2 separate regions of the Mus musculus genome follow, and region 1 is linked to region 2. Evidence: chromatin contacts called from public Hi-C data. All regions are on one chromosome and are shown on one strand. The core of a region is the stretch at or near the end of the contact, and the rest is flanking DNA. Distances in the headings are between cores, read along the strand shown.

Region 1 (6,449 bases), core at 3,421-5,920, 540 kb after region 2:
ACACACACACACACACACACACACATATATATATATATATATATATATATATATATATATACATATACATATATATACACATACACACACGTACACATGTGTGTGTGTGTGTGACACGTGTGTATGTGTGTGTGTGAGACACGTGTGTATGTGTGTGTGTGACACGTGTGTATGTATGTGTGTGTTCCTTAAAAGCCTAGGGATGTATCAACACATCTCATCCATGAAGACAGGTATTTTGTATTTTGGCCTTATTTGGGACTTCCAGGCCTGACACTGAGGCACACACAACATTTCACCATTTGTGTGCTATCATCCTCCTCCAAATGAGAGTGTTTGAGAATTCAATTACCAAGTTGTTTCTTTTAATTAACTTTTAAATTTTCTCTCCTTGAATCCTATCTTTTTTTTCTCCCTCCCAGCATGTTATCCCAGAATGAGCTTGCTACACAACAGCATACCAGCAAAACACTCTCACAAACTGGCGCCAGGGAGGCCGTCACGTTTGTGCTTCTCATACATAAGGAAGTGTGTTCTGTAAAGGCTGGTAATTCTTCTCTCCAGGCAATAAGATGGGCAAGAAAAGTAGAAGGAGAAAGAAAAGTCAAGAACCAGAGTTAGAGGCAAAGGCACAACAACTCAAAAGTAAGACATCGTTCCCCACAGGTCAGGTATGTTCTGAGGGTTTAAGATGCTAATATTTAATGAAAGCATCATTGTGTTCTATAATACTGACCCCATGTACGCGGAAGCCAAGGCACAGGTGGATTTACACATCTCGCCCAAAACATCAAAGCTCCTAAATGGCAGGGCCATGATTGGAACCCACGTCTGCATAGAAATTATCCAAGCCATACGAAGAACCGTTTCTATTCCCACCTGAAGCCTGAGCCTCTGATGCCCCTCAGAGAAGGGACTAAAGATTTTCATGGATTTTGAAGTTAGAAAACAAGTTGCCACAATTCCAGGAAAGGCTCACCCTAGCTCATTCTCTTTGCATGTTGCTTCCTGGAGTACCTGGGCTTGCATGACATTACCTCACAGGAGGTGTGGAGTTAAAGCCGTCCTTCACTCATCTAGAGCTCATTCTGCCTTCTAATAGTGAGGCTCGTCTTTGGGCACTTGACTCAGCACAATACATAATGGGTGGAAAACGACAACCTCAGTTCCCACTCACATTCAGCTTATTAGCATTAGAGAGAGATGTGACAGAATGGCCATACTGAGGAATCTGCAGCTCTTTACTGTCCTGTCACGCCTTCCTTGAAATAAAGGAGAGCCGAGAACACAGGCAGTGCATGTGTGGATTGCTCAGCACTGGGAAGCCACTGAGAAGTTCTCTTTCTAACCAGAGACGGATGGTGATGGAGAAGGTTGGCCGTTGAGATGAAGCAAGGACTATGGCTGCAACCCAGAACAAAGGCAGCCATAGTCCCAGAACAAGGTCACTCCCCTGACTGAGATGGAGGAAGTGGAGGAAGGCAAACAGGGTGTGGTGATTGGCTGATCAGTCTGGGAGTAAGTCAGGAGTGGACAGCAAGGATTGTCGCTTGGTCGGATTATATTTTCCTTTACCATAAGCATCTGGGTGAGGGAGCCGTGGTTTACTGAATTGAAGAGACTGGAGGAGGACTCACCAGGAGTGAGAGACGATGAAGACACGGTCAGTCAAAACACCTGTGAGAACCTATGCAGTCATTTGCAGTTGGATATTGTGATAGTTGGCTTTGAATATCCTCCTGCCACAATACGGAATCACCTGGAAGAGATTCTTCATGAGGGGTTGTAAAGATCAAGTTGCTTATGGGAATGTCTGTTCAGAGATTGCCCTGATTATGTTAAGTGATTTGGGAAGATCTGATTCACTATGGGCAGCTCCATTCGCTCTGAACTGTCTCTGGGTGGAAAAAAAAAAAGAGTTGGGCACAAACATGAATGACTTACTGCTGTCTGTTCTGGGTCGTGGATATAGCATGACCAGCCACATCATGATTCTACGGTTACCTCCCTGCTAAGATAAGCTGACACAAACTCCTTCTCTCTCCTAAGTTGGCCTTGTCAAGTACTTACACAGCAACAGGAAACAAAACCGACACCAGGCTAGAAAATAAGCTAAGATTACAAATACATATTAAGTGGGGAACAACTTAAAAATGCTAGTTACAAAAAAAGAGAAAAAATGATCTAGAGTGGGTAAAGGTTTAGATTTTGACTTGAACAACTTCAGCCATTAGGTCTCAGAGGCAAATTTGGAGGAAAGAAAGACCAAAGGAGAACCAGAGAGGGTGACAGACACAAACAGGAATGTGTCCTCTCATAACCAGGCAAGGAAGGCTCTCAAGAGGGAAAGAGACATGGCAAGTGACAAAGAGCATACATGGAAGTGTATGAAAATGCCCAGGGTCCTTAAGAGTACAGATGTCTGTGACGTGGTAAAGTCTGAAGCCTGCCCTCTATGAGGAAGAAGTAGGGGAGGGAGAGGGAAGGAGGAGGTGTAGATAGACTTTATAAAAGCTTGGCTAATGGGGAGTATTGAGAGACAAAATTAGATAGAAGATAGGAAGTCAATGCTGGAGGGTTGTGTGCATGTGTGTACATACGTGTTTACATGTGCATGTATGTGACATATGAATTCACATGTATGTGTGTGACATATGTATTCCCAATGTGCACATGTGTGAGGAACCCAATGCTCAACCTTAGGTGTCATTCCTAGAACTTAGGTGCTGAGGTAGAACCCGTCTACCTTGTTTATTGAGACATGGTGTCTAATGCATATGGAACTTACTGTGTAGGCAAGACTGGGTGGCCAGTAAGCCCCAGGGATTTGCCTGTCTCCATCTTCTAGCATTACAATTACAAATGTCTATCATTATGTCTAATGTTTCATATGGGTGCTGGGTTTGAGCCTAGAGCCTCATTAGTGTACTGCAAACACTTAAACTAATGGAGTCATCTCTCATCCTTCAATTGGGTTAACTGAGTTTTCATTTTCTTTATAAGATGAGTGTGTGTGTGTGTGTGTGTGTGTGTGTGTGTGTGTCCTTATTGTGTGAATTCAAAGGAAATGACTAAAACTCATTTCAGCGATTCAGAAGTATTTTTTGGCCAACTACTAGGGCACGCTATAGACTTCTTTGTAGTTTTGAGCAAGAAGTAGGAAAGTAGGGGAGACCAAGCTGAGAAGAGATCCAAGCTTTGTGAAAACAAGTAGACAATTCATAAAACATCCTATCCAAGAAGGCGCAGGCCCAGGCACCTCTGCACAGACATAGACATGCTGCCCCAGAACCCACAGTCACTGGAAGGAAGAAGCGCCCTGGCTGTGTGTGTGTTACGTATCTCAGTCAGTGCTGTGACCAAGTGCCCCACACAAGCAACTGAAAGGGAATGGCTTATCCCGGCTCTTAGTTCTGTCATAGCGGGGAGGCATGGCAGCAAGAACAGGAGAAAACTGGTCACAGTATCGACAGTCAGGCAGAGAGCAGGTAGGAAGGGGGCTGGTTTATAAACCCACAAGGCCACCCCAATGACTTGCTTCCTTTCCCACATCATAGCCCTGAATTCATTTCTTCCTTCAGCAGGTAGAGGGTTGGTTCTTGATAGTGTCAATAAAGAAGGCAGAAGTCAGTTACTGGATGAAAGGAAGAAGGTGGGACTTCCACCTCCCAGGAGGAGGAGGAGGAGGAGGAGGAGGAGGAGGAGGAGGAGGAGGACCATGTAACATCTTAAGTAGCTGTAAATGGCAGCCTTTGCCACCTGCAGATAGGCTGAAATAGGCTAGCTGACAAAGCTAGTACAGGAGATGTTTTTGCCCCACACATCAGATTCCTCCTTGTACTTCAAGTCCCATTCTCCACACAGTATATTAGAGAATCTAGGTCTGGCTCTTCAGGAGGCTGTGCTCCTATACATACTTAGCCAATTTCCACAAGGCACCCTGAGCTTTCTCTCGGGAAATTTTTGACTGAATTCTGGGGACAATGAGGGACCCCACACTTGTGGGGGTGGCTCCAAGCCAACAAGAAGCAAAAGATTCTGCATACAGACTTAGAATAAAGAGCGAGTAAACACTCTCCAGTTGTGGGATATTCATGTATACTTTTACTGGTCTAAGTGAGGGACCAGAGGTCAAAATGTCTCAAGAAACCGTGAAAGATATTTCCATTCTGGAAGAAAACGTGGCGTCTTGGAGGTTTACGAGGGTAAGAGCTACATCACGGCCGGGAGAAAACAAAATGACATACAAGGCTGGCTCTAATAAGAAACAGCGATGCGTTGAGTGAGGGATAAAAATCACTTTAATTTGGTTTCAATTTGCTCTCCTTCCCGACAAATAATTAAGTCTGGTCACGGCCACCTCTGCCCCTGCAGCTGGCAGGAGAAAGGCAGCAGAGCAGCCCCACCCAGCTCATGGTGCTTTCTACCCTGCAGCACCCCAGGAAAGGCTAGCCAGGACAAACTCAACTTGGTGGCTGCGCACCCACCTCCTTCTTATGTCATCTAATTTGGCCACAGGTTCAAGCCAATTAGATCTGAATGTCACTGTTCCCTCCTACCCCCACCCCCCACCAGCCAGAGCTTGTTTTTCTTCCTGGTCAGAGGAGACCAGGCCTGCAGCTTGGCAATTAGGCGGAAGTGGCGCCATGGGAGGAAAGGAACTGTGGGATAATTAGGTCATTCTGAGAATTCGGTCTTCCATCCACAGGCTTAATCAATGCTTCCCTGAAATGCTTTGTACCTTCTGCGCTTACTTAAGGTTTTGTTATTACATGGCACTACCAGTGGGATGACCTTCTAGAGAAATAATCTATATTAATTACAACTTAACTCTACAGTATCACCCGAGGGCCCTTTGTCTGTCTCCTGCAGTCAGAGGTGACATATTCCAGGGACCTTTATCCTTCAAAACCCATTGTGCAAAGATGGGTTTGGAGTTTCATTAAAGTCTCTTTACATATTCAACGGTTGATACACACATGGGGTGTGTATGTGTGTATGTGTGTATGTGTGTTTGTATGTGTGTGTGTTTGTATGTGTGTATCTGTTTGTGTGTGTCTGTATGTGTGTGTTTGTATGTGTGTGTGTATTTATGTGTGTATGTATATGTGTGTTTGTATGTGTGTGTTTCTGTGCATGTTTGTATGTGTTTGTGTGTGTATGTGTGTGTTTGTGTGTATATGTTTGTATGTATCTCTGTGTATATGTGTGTGTGTTTGTGTGCATGTGTTTGTGCGTGTCTGCATCCCATTTTATGTGCACATGTGAGTTAGATCAGGAGGTAGGTATACAGAAGTACTGCTGTAATACCTGGAAAGGACAAGCAAACCTCTGTTTCCAGGTGAGGTGAACAGACTACAATTTGTGCACAAAACAAACAAAAAACAAAAAGTAAAGGCTAGGTAAAAGACATAAGATTTTTAGTCTGGTTGAATAAAACAGTTACAAGACAGACAAACTCAACAAGTGAAGGAACTTGCTTTCAAGTACCACTTGAAAATCGGACATTCTCTCTGTTTATAGTGCCTGAGAAATCATACCGAGCTATACCCGAGTTCAGATGGGTCTACCAAATCACCATGTACAGTTGACTTTTCTTAAATAGGAGACATTACTGCTGCTGACTGAGAGTCAAAACTAGGATCAAGATCATTATTGAGGAGACGGGTGAAATGCCCAAGTGTTATTGAGACTCAGTGTCCACACAGTTTACCTAGCCTTCTTCTGGGGCAATTATTACTTTATTGCATGGCAGAGATTTAACAAGCAGTCAATGTAGATATAAATTTCAGGCCAACCTCCAGAAAGCCTCTCTTTGCTGAAAGGCTGCATTCATAGATGTCTGTGAATTATCTGAGCAACATGTCTCTTCCATTGGTATAGAGAGAAGGTAATGTTAGAATGATGGCTGCAGGAACGGGCCTGGGGTACTCACAAAACATCCTACTGAGTTTGTAGCTATGATGGGAGCAAGCTATAAGAACACTGTCACTGCAGGCCACTGGGTAGGCAGAACTGATTACCATCTAAGCTCTGATTGCCCATTCCCCTCTTCCTCCCCTTGCTCCAGTCTTACAACAGGCAGCGGCGATAGAGTTCTCCCAAGCACAGAGCAGAGGTACTGGTCTTAGTGAGCAAGCGTTGATTGGAGGGGAACCACTGCCAAGCTGTGATACTGTGCTCTATATTTAGACTCAGTGAATCCCCAAAATGGCTGGTGTGGGATGCTCAGAGTCAACACCCATCTTCAGAATCCACCATGCATGCAGGAAGAGAAAGCAAAGCCCATAACTGGGAATATTATAAGAAGAAGCCTTATATATGCTTCTCTAGCTATTTTCTTTTTGTTTTATACATGTACACATGTATGTGTGGCCATGTGAATGTGGTATATGTATGCATGTATGTGTGGCTATGTAAATAATTTCATTCTTGTTAGAGGAAGATGC
Region 2 (6,754 bases), core at 1,783-4,282:
CAAAGTGAACTTTCAACAACATTGCTGGTGCCAATCTGAGTAAGTTAGACATAATTATGTTGTTTAATAAATATTGAATGAGCATCCAGAATGGCACAAAATATCATGCTTGAAAAACATAAAGGTCAGCGCTCTTGTGAAATTTAAATGAGCTAATTAAGACATTTAATTGCCATGCTGAGGAGCTGGAATGAAGAGGAGAACACTGGGAAAGGCTGGTAGACGTGTCAGTCAGTGGAAGGCATAGAGAGGAAAGCGTGGTTGGGACTATTTTATTTCCATGGGCTGTGAGGTACATGCACGCCATTTTTCTTGGTCGCATTGTCTCTGGGCTGATTTTTCTGTGTTGAGACAGGGTCTCATGGAGTCCCTGAACTCCCTCCATATGTAAGACTGACCTTGAATTCTTGTTCCTCCAGCCTCTGCCTCCTAAGAGCTGGGATTGCAGGCATGTAGCATTCTGTTCGGACTGAAGTGCGAGCCGAGGAATTCAGTGACTGTATCTCTAAGTCTTGGGGAAATAGTTGAAGATGAGAACAATTTTAATATGGGATTTATTATTTTGCCTTTAAAAAAAAGACTCTGTGTGTGTGTATGAGTGTGTGTGTGTGTGTGTGTGTGTGTGTGTGTGTGTGTGTGTGTGCACAAACATGTAAGTACCTGCAGAAACCAGGAGAAGGTGTTGGATCTCCTGGAACTGGAGCTAAAGGGAGTTGTGAGCTGCCTGATGTGGGTGCTAGGATTTGAGCTCAAGTCCTCTGGAAGAGCAGCCAGTGCTCTTAACCACCAAGCCACATTTACAGCCCCCTAAATGACACTTTTTACACCAACATTCAATCATTGTTGTTGATATGAATAAATACAATTGATTCTCCATCTTTTCTCCTGCATTGTGACCCCACGAAGTTTACTCACTGTTTCTCATGCTCGAGTGGCAGTTTTACCGACTTTAGTTTCCTACATAAGTGGTCATGATGGCTTGCAACACAGAGACCATTTTAATATCTATCTGGGTTTCATTCGTTCTTTCTCCTCCTCCTCCCCTTCCCTGCTCTCCTTTCCCCACCCCACTGGCTCACATTTGCCTCACAACAAACCAAGTAGGCCGGAGCTGGCATCCTGCTCATTCCTGCTCCGAGAGCGAGAACATTTACTGTTTAGTGTCGTGAATGACGACACCACTTGTACATTTCTTCACAGACCTCTTTTATCAAGTTGAAGGATGCCTTTTGTATTCGGAGTCTGCTGTAGGTTGTTTTCAATAATGGATGTTGTTTGTTTCCCCAAGTATGTCTTGCTCTATTGAAATGAACATGTGTTTTTTTTTTTTTTTTTTCTTCTACACTTGAAATGATGGTGAATTACGTTCGAGTGTCAAATTGCTCTTGCGTTCCCAGGCTTAACTGTACTTAGTCATTGTAGACGAGCAAATAGTCCCCAGGAATGTCTGCCTTTGCTTCTGAGAGCAAGACCGTGTGTCTCTGAGAGTATCTTCAATTCCGTAATGTGCTCAAAGGCCTCACTCACAGGATTTATAGTCATACTTATAGGTCATTTAAAAAGAGTTTAAAAGTAGTTAAAACAACCAGAGGTAGACTCTCGTGGTGTCTACACCAGTCCTAAGCTCCCAGTGGCCCACTCACAGTGACATGCCAGAAAGTACTACTATCCCAGTGACAACATGTCTCACTACTCGTAGATTACTGCCAGTTAGGAAAGCCGTGGACACTTTCACAGCATATGGGCCACATTGCTAATTTTGGTCCCCACGTCTCCAAAGATTTATTATATAGACATATAACATATACATATTATACACAGTCACTTAACCAAAAGCCTCCACTCCAAGTCACAGGATCACACCCTTCGTCATGGCCCAGTGTCCCAGGGAAACAGACATAGTTTTTTCAGTCTGAATATTCTGAGGCTATAGTAACCGCGCTCTTCCAAGGAGCAGAGAGCGAAGGTCAGAAGCCTTCTCTTTGGGCAAGGAGAGATTCTTTTTTATGTAGCCATAACACATGTTATTTTCCCTTTAGTATGATAAATGCTTACTATCAATCGATCACAAAGGTATATCAGTAATTGTTTTTTCTTTGTAGGAGTTTCCCTAGCTTGGGTATTGGAATATGGTCAATGGCTTTATAAAGTGAGCATCTTCCAGTATTTAAGTTTCTGGAGAAAGTACAATGTACTTGCTATTTATTTTTGCTTTGAGATGTTTTAAGGACTTAGGCATTTTTTATTCCTAAGAAACTTTTTAACAACAAATTCCATTTTAAAAATAGATCCAGGGCTAGCTTCTAAATTATCTCATTCTGAAACGGGTTTGGGTAATTTACATCTTTTGTGGAATTTGTTCATTTAATCAAATGTTGAATATATTGTCATCAAGATGTTTATTATACTTTAGTGCTATGTACTAATTTAAATGAATTTTCATTCTACAGAATCTATATGGCAATTATACCTCTCATTCCAGAGATTAGTAAATTGTAGGTATTGTCATCTTTCCTAATCAAACTCTGGCTAAAATTTTATCAATTTTATGTTCCCAGTTGGTTAACTTAATTTACTCTAGTATTTTCCTCTCTCCTGCTTTTATTACCTCCCTCTTCTGTTTTCCTTGGATCAAATTCATTTTACTATGCCAGTGTCTTTGAGTAGAAGATGAGGTAATTGATTTGAGAACTGATTCTTTGCAGATACGGCCACAGGGCCCAATAAATGTCTTCCTAGCACCATCTTGATTGCATCCTCCAAATCTGGGGCTGTTTTGTTTTTATTTGACTCAATACAAAATATTTTTAGCTCCCCTTGTGATTTTTTTTGACTTGATCAGTTTGGAAATTTTCTGTTTCATTTTAAAATAGTTGAGGCGTTCCCAGAATCTTTGTATTATTAATTTGTAATTCAATTAGGCTTAATTGGTGGGCATACTGCATATGACTGGGTCTGTTCTGAATTTACTGAGGCCGTTTTCATTTACTGAGCCCGGAGTATAGCATGTTATGGTAAATACTTAATGTGTACTTGGCACTAAGCGAATTCTGTGCCATGGCTTTTCGAATGTCTGCTGCTTGCACTTTTCCCTGTCTTATCACTTATTAGGGGAGTATCTTTGCATTCCCCATGGAAAACTGGGAACTCATTAGTTTCTCCTTGTAATTTTGTCAGCTATTCTCAGCCGAGGTTTAAAAGTTTGGTCACTAGTTTTGTGAAAATCTAATATTTTAGGTTTTCTCTATTAGTTGGTTCTGTTTTCATTATGATTTTACTGTGTGTGTGTGTGTGTCCTTTAATTAGTTATTTGAGAATTTCATACATGCATACAATGTACTTTGAACATATTCACTTCCTACAAGTTGAGTGTTTGCATTTAAGCATTATATACTTTAATATATGTTCTTATAAAAAATGATTAAATTGAATGTTTAATGGGATTACTAACTGGCTCCTTTTAATTTCCAACCAAGAATCCATATCTCTTGGAGTTCATCCTAGGTTTTATGGATAGGAAGGAATTTATAGGGTAAAAGGAATTATTAGGAAGTTGTAGAAATAAAGGTTGACAGAAGTTTTGAGATATCCCAAATCGGAGGAGTCGCAGCAAAGCCATCTGCAGGTGCCTGCATAACCTGTGACACCAACCTGAGAAACTCCTTGTAGGGCGTTGGAGGGGACATGCAGCCCTGCCACCAGAAGACAATAGCCTTTCGTTTCCACCTGGAGTTAAAGGTCACGGAAGTGCCTCTAACGGGAAGAGTCTAATTAGATCACGCCGACAAGAAATAGTTTCCAGTGTTTATGCCTTGGCGGGATGTGGGAAAGCTCAGAAGAGAGTTACGGCTTTTAGGAATCAATGAACGGCACCCCTCTCCCAGGCCCAAGCTCCGCATGCAAGCACTGTGGGCATTCCCTGAGAGTAGATCCACCTGCCCATCATTTTAGGAGCTCATCCACTCATCCGTCCGTACACTTGCTCATTCTGCAAACACTGCATTACCATCCCATGCTTGCAGAATACTAGCATATGCAAAGTGTCAGGCCCTGTCGTCAAGTGCAGAAACACAACAAAAGGAGCCTGCGAGGCTCAGCGTGTAAGGGAGCTTGCAGAGCAGTCTGGGGGCCTGGATTCCATCCCTGGAGCTCACCCAGAAGAAGGAAACAACCAACCAGCAATTGCCTTCGGATCTCCACATGCGTGTCTCCTCACCAGATAAATACAATTTAAAACACTCCATAATTTAAGATGGTAAAGACGTATACAGCTGTTATATATTTAAGTAAACACTAAGATGTTGAGTCATTGGGATAACGTAGTTCTATAATCCCAGCCCTTGGAAGATGGAAGCAGGAGGATCAGGAGTTCAAGGCCACCCTCAGTTATATAGTGAGCCCAGGGCCTGCCTGGGCTACTTGAGACCATGTGTTAATAAAATAAAATAATTACGTGGAAAGAAACCTAAAGTATCACATATTCCATACAGCATTTCATTGCTGATTCTGTTCCTCTCCAGTCGAAGTTGCTGCACTGCAGTGGGATTTAGCCTTTGTAGAACACACAGCACACATCTCTGTTCGCAAGCATTTTAGACCTTGATTGACGGGACCGTGGGAATCATTTTGTGGCTAATTTTTGCATCTCTAGTCTTTAGCACAGTGACAGTTTCTTGTTTAATTTTCAGTGACTATTCTAGAACAACGCATGATAATTAAAGCCCTTAGCAGGATCTATCAGAGATTTTTACGTTAGAGAGCCCATGATCTATTGAGGAAGATTCATCAGCCAGTGGTATAACACAATGAATTTCATGGTATAATATGTACAGGCGATAACAAGGGGCAATCACATCCTGTAGGCTAGCTCTGGGGAAGGCTCCTGAGGAGCAGAGATAGCGGGAATGCACCTTGAAGGGTCAAGGAGAATTTACCCAGAGATGGGAGTGGAGGACACAGCCAGCTGCAGAAACAGACTTTAAATATAGACAGAGCGCTCAAAGACAACCAGTGCGTGTCAGAGAGCGCCTAGCCCTGGAGTGGTGGAGCCAGAGCCAGAAGAGAAACCTGGGCAGGAAATCTGAGCCAAACTGGAAAGTTTGATATGCTGTGCTAAGAAGGTTGAGTTTTGTTCCTTCTTGGTGGCTTTAAGCAGAGAAATGACAGGATCTGTATTTCTAAAATGCCAGTGGCCGTATACAAAACTGGATTCTCAAGGAAGCAAGTGAGTAGGGGCCACTTGCAAATGCAATGTGCTGAGATAATGGGGAAGTGAGGGGGGGGGTTGTGCTGAAGGAGAGGGAGGGAGGGAGGGATGGAGGGAAGGAGGCAGGGAGGGAGGGAAGGGAGGGAGGGAGGACCACACATCCCTGAGGAACCTTCTAGGTAGGCACAGATAGAATGGGGAGGCAGACTGGAGAGTCTCTGTACACTCACAGTATCAACTCCTTCTTGCAGTTTGGAGTTTGTTTAATTGTTTGTATAATCCAAGGTGGCCTTGAATGTTCATTTATCATTTTTTAAAGGAGAAGCATATGTCTGTCTTTGAATTTGGGACTCTCATTAATCAGTGGAACCATCCCTGCGCGTTCCCTGACTTCTGTCTATGGTCTTTATGGGCGCTCAGACCCCTGCGCTCTCATCACTGAGGAGAACGGCCATTGACTGTCTTCTCAGAGCTCATCTGAATTAACTTTATATCCCTTTGTAAAGGATGAGGCCAGGGTAGAGAAGCAGCCGAGAGGCGGCCTGAGAGGCAGGTCCTCATTGGCTCCTTGTTCTTCCAAGTGAGCAATTTGCCTCTTTAGAGACTCCCAGGCATGAGTCAGAGCTCTTCCCGAATCACAGTTCTCAAGAGAATGTTTCCACATGACCAAAACACAAAACAAACAAAAAGCAAAACAACAAAAGCAACAACAACAACAACAAAAACCTAGAAACAAAAAAGCAAAACCAAAACCTAAAAAATCCAAACCCGAAACAAGAAGCTCAGCAGAGGAGAAACGAACAAACTTCTGTGACAGGAGAGGAAGGGCCAGCAAAACTGTGGTCTTTGACAGCATTTGTGAGCATAGGTCACACAGCGCCACATAAAGCTAGACATAGATGTGTCTGGGAAGAGAGAATCTCGACTGGGGAATTTCTTCCATCACGTGAGTCTGTCTACAGCGCCTTTTATCACTTAGTACTTGTGGTGGCACACGCCTTTAATCCCAGCACTTGGGAGGCAGAGGCAGGCGGATTTCTGAGTTCAAGGTCAGCCTGGTCTACAAAGTGAGTTCCAGGACAGCCAGAGCTACACAGAGAAACTCTGTCTCGAAAATCAAAAACAAAAACAAAACAAAACAACAACAACAAAATCACTTAGTACTTGATGCAAGCGGTCCCAGCTGAGCGTGGGTACAGGACTCCTAGGCAGGTAGACCTGGCCTGTATAAGAAAGATAGCTAAGCATAGGGGAGGCCTGCCAGGGAGCGCTCCTCCATGGTCTCTGCTTCAGTTCCTGCCTCTAGCTCCTGCCTTGACTTCCCTCAGTGACAGACAAAGACTGAAAGCAGAAGATGAAATAAACCATTTCATCCCCAGATTGTTTCCGGTCCCGGTGTTTTTGACAACAGCAGAAAAGCCAGCAAGGACAGCATCAGAACAACTGCTTAAAAATCAACAGAAACGGATCCTTACTTTCATCTCTACTTCTAAAATGCTATAAATTGAAATATGTAAACTTTAAATGTTTAAATAGCCCCGGTAAGAT

Evidence for each region. A called contact is a pair of places that touch in the nucleus more often than the background predicts.
Region 1: a Hi-C map of the N1E-115 cell line shows a contact between it and region 2, with 3 times the contacts expected there. The contact joins two enhancer-like sites. A contact is called at or near these places in 3 of 484 Hi-C or Micro-C datasets (the N1E-115 cell line, cortical neurons and embryonic stem cells).

Annotation. Positions count from the first base shown.
Region 1 is chr9:116,961,386-116,967,834 of GRCm38.p6, forward strand. The region is part of intron 3 of Rbms3 (RNA binding motif, single stranded interacting protein); the gene reads right to left. Among named protein-coding and RNA genes, the nearest start is that of Gm39452, 230 kb to the right of the region's middle. Within about 2 kb of position 4,671, at least 16 of the 459 cell types and tissues checked have an H3K27ac peak or open chromatin away from gene starts, as enhancers often do. A contact at or near this core is called in the N1E-115 cell line, where this site is marked.
Region 2 is chr9:116,419,464-116,426,217 of GRCm38.p6, forward strand. No RefSeq gene overlaps it. Among named protein-coding and RNA genes, the nearest start is that of Gm31559, 30 kb to the left of the region's middle. Within about 2 kb of position 3,033, at least 1 of the 459 cell types and tissues checked has an H3K27ac peak or open chromatin away from gene starts, as enhancers often do. A contact at or near this core is called in the N1E-115 cell line, where this site is marked.